Regions from separate parts of the Gossypium hirsutum genome. Here region 2 is linked to region 1. Evidence: chromatin contacts called from public Hi-C data. All regions are on one chromosome and are shown on one strand. Each heading gives the region's core, a stretch centred on a gene start, on an enhancer-like site or on the middle of the called end of the contact. The rest is flanking DNA. Distances are from core to core; before and after follow the strand shown. Region 1 holds the start of LOC107949460 (transcription initiation factor TFIID subunit 12). Region 2 holds the start of LOC121213624 (trihelix transcription factor PTL).

Region 1 (2,700 bases), core at 114-2,613:
AGAATGGGGATTGGTATGCTAAGGATCGAACCCTAGGTCTCATGCCACACAATACAAGAATCTGGCTATGAAGCCAAGAGGTTGTTGGCAACCACAATGTGTTATATAGTAGATAATAACACCTTAGCTCTCTTGACGAACTCCTTAAAGCAGCTTACTTCAACCTACCAATACTATATTCAAATTAAGATTAAAAATAATAATACAAGTCAGGGAGAAAGGATTAGTATTTTCTAGATTCAACCAACAGTTCTAAGCAGCCTTAAAAATCTAAAACATTATTAAGAACTCTATTAAAATATGCTAAAACTGTTATTACTGCGACCATTTAAATTCAACTAACATTTTTTAGCATTATTAGAACATTATTGACAAAAAATCAATGTCATTTAAATTAATAAAAAGAAATAATATACATTAATCCTTAAAAATAATACTAACTTGGGTAGAAGGGGACTGGCTAGTTGGTGAAGATGTTGGTCTAAGAGATGATTGCAAAGGCCTTTGTTGATGCTGAGCAGAAATCCCACCTGGTCTCATTTGTGAACTTGAACCAACTGATGATCCCATCCCTATTCCTCGCATCATTGGCCTTGCCTATGAAAAAGAAATATCACAAGAAGAGGAAATTTCAGCATCAAAAGCTCAAAATCGTGAGTGAAAATAACCCACAAGCTTAAAATCCAACCTGGGAAACATTGGAACTAGAGGTTCCACCGAAGGAATGGCCAAAGGAACCGGTAAACGGAGTGGATTGCGGAGGTGAAGGAGAAGGAGGCGAGGGGCCAGAATGGGACGAAGGAACACCGAGGGCAATGCTGCCTCGCGGCTGAGAGGAAAGTGAAGGGGAAGGAGACGATGAGGCGGAAGGAGAAGAGGAAGAGAAATGAGTGAACTGGGCAGAGTGCTGTTGCCATGGCCTCGAGAATGCAGCGGCGGATCTTGGCTGATGAGAGGGGAGAGCTGGTTTAGGCTGCGGCGGCTGTTTCGGTGGTGGTATGGCGGAAGGTAAGGGTTTCGGGATAGGGTTGGGGTTAGGGTTAGGGATTGCGGTAGAGGATGTTGAGGACGGGGGCGTTGGCGTTGTTTGTTGTTGAATTTGTGGCTGCGGCTGTGGTTGCGGAGGTGGGTCGACGGCGGAGGAAGGAGGAGGAGCATTAGGGGTTGGCGGCGGTGGTTGCTGTTGGTCCATCAGGAGTGCAAGGATGGAAGGATTGAAGAGGAAGTTTAGTTGGTTTATCAACTGTAGACGAGCTCTCTTTTTCCTCTCTGAACTTTTAAAACACACATTAAAATAAGCTATTGGATAAACTACAAATTTAGATCTTAATTTTATAAATTTGTCAATTTAATCCTATTTCTTTGTTTCGGGGTTTGAATGAAAATGTTTGCACTAAATATAAGGAAAGGAGTTATAAATATTGCTTATAATATCTGCAAACTTTCTATGGGGATTGGATAGTTGTAATCTTCAAATTTATTTATTATCTGTATTAAATTGGATAATTGTAATCTGTTTTTATTGGATTTATTTTCCAGTTCATTAAACTATCATCATTTAAACAAAATCTCACCATTCTGCATCTAATCTCCCTTGCTTAATACACTTAATGCATCAAAATAGGTATCATCATTTTAGATACTACTAAATGTTTTAATTAATATTATTAATTCCTTAAATATTCTCATTTGGATCATTTATAAATTTTCTTTCGACCGTTTTATTAAGGGTTAAAGTAAAAATTTATCAACGGTTTTAAAAAGTTGATTGACAAGGAAGCATAAAGAATGGTCAAAGAAAAAAGCTCTTAAAATATGCAAAATTCTGATAACGGAGGTGCTAGTGATTCTAGATCTGATGGGGATCGGAACACTAAGAAAGTGAGATTAAGGAAGGAATCGATGGAGAGGTTGCTACTATGGTTGTGGACTCTTATCTAATCCCGAATTTGTCTTGGAAGGACAAGCTTTTAGGGGGAGGAGCAGTCATTTTTGGTATGGCTTGTAATGACCCTAGCGAGGGAAGTGAAAGTGATTTTGAGTTGTTAGAAGGTGATGTGAGTACGACCATGGTCAATGGGATTCCAGCAATTGTCTTCTCGGACAGTATTTAAGAAATTCTCTTCAAAGAGATGGAATTGACGGTCGTACTCAAGCTTTTAGGGCGAAGCATTGGCTATAACACTCTTCATAATCAAATAAGCAGCCTATGGAAACCTACAAAACCATTCCATCTCATGGACATAGAAAACAATTATTTTTTTGTTAGGTTTCAGAACAATAAAGATTATAATCGAGTATTGACTCAGGGACCATGGATCATTTACGGCCAGTACCTTACTGTTCAACCTTGGACTAAAGATTTTACTTCATCGTAGCCATATCCCAGCGTGGTGATGGCTTGGACCCGGCTATCGAAACTCTCGAGATTTATATATAAATCGAAGACATAGAGGTCATCAGGGGGCTAGTCGAAAAAGTGGCAAAACTGGATTTTTTAAACTGATAGCAGAACCAGAGGCCAGTTCGCTCGTCTGGCTATGTTTATTAACATTGACAAGCATTTTCTTTCTCAGGTTATGGTCGACGGCATCGTCTAATGAGTGGAATATGAGGCGCTTCAACAATATGTTTTTTTACAGTAAGTACGGGCACGTCAAGGATTTGTGCCTGTCAGTGGTGGTAAATCTGACCTAGAAA
Region 2 (2,700 bases), core at 36-2,535, 650 kb after region 1:
AATTCAAGTTTTTTAATTTAAAATCATTTTATTCAAAATGATCGACACAAAATGATTGGAACCTAGAGTGGTTTGGATTAAAAATGATTTGAATAAATAATTCAAAATGATATGGATCTCTTTTCTAAATTTAAAAAATGGGTAAAAATATATTTTTAGTTCTTTTTAATTTTGAAATTGGACAAATTAGTCCCTCTAAAAAATCTGGGAAATTTAATTCCTATCAATTTTGAATGTGAGAAATTAAGAACAATTAACCATGACGTTAATGTTTTCTATCATTTGTACATAATTTTGATTAGTATAATAACAAATTTAGCCATTAAAATTTACACATTTTGTTAATTTGGTAATAACTTAACAAATTTATCCTGTAATATTTTTGTAAATGTTAAATATTGAGGCTAAATTTGTTAAATTTTTTAGAATCTAGACCAAATTGACAAAACATATAAACATCGAGAGCTAAAATCATTTACAATTGACTGAAGACATTAATACCATGATTAATTGTCCTTAATTATTCACTTTCACTCTTAAAATTAACATAAATTAAATTAAAAAGAATGAATAAATGTTTTTATAAAAAATTCAAAAATTCTTTTACTTAAAATAAGCGGATACAAAATAAATATCAAAATCCAAGTTAAGGTACACCCAAATTAACCTGGGTTAGGATTAGAGGTGTTCATGGGCCGGGCTGGGCCCAGAAAAAATTTCGGCCCGGGTCCTAGGCCCGGGCCCGGCCCGGCCCAAAATATGGGCCTAGAATTTTGCCCAGGCCTGGCCTGGGAAAAAATTCATAAGCCCGGGCCCGGCCCGTTTTTTAAATATATACCAAAAATTTATTTTAAAAATTAAAATAAAAATTAAAAAAAGTATTTTAAAAATATTTTAAAATTAAAAAAAGTATTTTAAAAAAATTTTAAAAAAATTTTAAAATTAAAAAAAAAGTATTTTAAAAATATTTTAAAATTAAAAAAAGTATTTTAAAAAAATTTTAAAATTAAAAAATTAAAAAAAAGTATTTTAAAAATATTTTAAAATTAAAAAATAAAAATAAAAATATTTTTGCCGAAGCCCATATTTCGGGCCTATATTTTTACCAAAACTCTCCCATATTTCGGGCGGGCCGTCGAGCCGGCCCGGGCCGCCCGGCCCATGAACACCTCTAGTTAGGATTAATAGACACTCCAATTATGTACAAATGTAGGTAATTTTGGAAAAGATTGTAGCAAAATACGTATATTTGTAGAGTGTGGGACCGTTGTCCTAAGCTTAATTTGGAGATTTTTCGTGGACGACACGATCCGAGTCTGCCGCTTTCTCTATCTCTCTCTCTCATACACTCTTTCTCTCTATTAAAAACTTTCTCTTTCACTCTTTATTTTTATTTTTCTAGCTTTACTCTACTCTTTCCTTTTCCTTATCCATTGTTTTTTTCTTTTTGGATTCATAAATCGATATGGAAATGGAGGATCATCGTCACCATCAATATGCCATACCCGATCTTAGGCAACTACTCAACGGAAAACCCATCAATTTCCAAGCAATTCCACAGGATACTGAGTTATTCTCCCCCGGCCACCACCGGAATCTGCCGCCATCGCAGCAACCCCACCACCCCTTCGATGTGATGCAAATGGTGGGTAGACATGAGTTCCCTTCTGATTCTACTGGTAATACTAATGGCACTCCCATGGCTGCTGTTGCCACTGTCACTAGTGCTTCCACACTTAGTCCCAGCTGTGGGTTCGACGGTGAAGCCACTGCTTTTGGAGGTGACGGAGGAAATGGAAGGTGGCCGAGACAAGAGACTTTAACACTTCTTGAGATCAGATCTCATCTCGACCCCAAGTTCAAAGAAGCTAATCAAAAGGGTCCTTTGTGGGATGAAGTTTCCAGGTATATACAAATAATATATTTATTCTTCCATGCTCTCCATACCCTAATTCTCTATTTTCTTCCATTCCCAAAGCTAGCAACTTCACTCCACGGATTGTTTCTCCTTTTAAAGATATGAAATGGGGTTCAAACCAGGAACAGTATTACACGAGTTTTCTTCTTTTATTTATTTTTAAAGAAAATAAACGATAGCTGATCATTTCTATAGTCTTCAACTGACTTGCTCTCTTTTTTTCCTTTGAAAATGTGTTGCCTCCATTATTGTGCAAGTTTTTACTGGTTTTTACTATAAAAATGACTAACCTTTTGGATGTTTTAAGTACCCATCTGCAAGTTTTTTCCATGAAAAGACGTTTTCATCAGTCCCTTGCCGAAAGACCCATCTTTATTTTTCAATTTTGAATGGTCAAATAAGAGCTTTATCAACATTCATCACATGATATTTCCATGGTCATACAAATTTGAATTAGGGTTCATCTGTTTTCTAATAGGTTTAAAGTTTAATTTATTGCCATTTCCTTCCCTTTTCTCTTGGTGCTGTAGAGTCATGTTTGAGGAACATGGGTACCAAAGGAGTGGGAAAAAATGCAGGGAAAAATTCGAAAACTTGTATAAATATTATAAAAAGACTAAGGAAGGCAAGGCTGGGAGACAGGATGGTAAACACTATCGATTCTTTCGTCAACTTGAAGCTTTATATGGGGATACCAGCAACAACAATGGAGTTTTAGGCCAAGAAACTCCCCTAATCGGCAACAGTTTTCAGTTTCATGGTGCCCAAAATAGCATCAATAC

What was found. Hi-C and Micro-C count contacts between places; a contact is called where the count stands out from the background.
Region 2: a Hi-C map of leaf shows a contact between it and region 1, with 3 times the contacts expected there. The contact joins the promoter of LOC121213624 here to the promoter of LOC107949460 in region 1. A contact is called at or near these places in 2 of 34 Hi-C or Micro-C datasets (both in leaf).

Annotation. Positions count from the first base shown.
Region 1 is chrD01:32,804,939-32,807,638 of Gossypium_hirsutum_v2.1, forward strand. It overlaps LOC107949460 (transcription initiation factor TFIID subunit 12), which reads right to left and starts at 1,364. Exons shown (of 9, transcript XM_016884113.2): 1 at 689-1,364; 2 at 442-597. The coding sequence starts at 1,192.
Region 2 is chrD01:33,457,155-33,459,854 of Gossypium_hirsutum_v2.1, forward strand. LOC121213624 (trihelix transcription factor PTL) reads left to right here and starts at 1,286. Exons shown (of 2, transcript XM_041086434.1): 1 at 1,286-1,905; 2 at 2,449-2,700. The coding sequence starts at 1,466.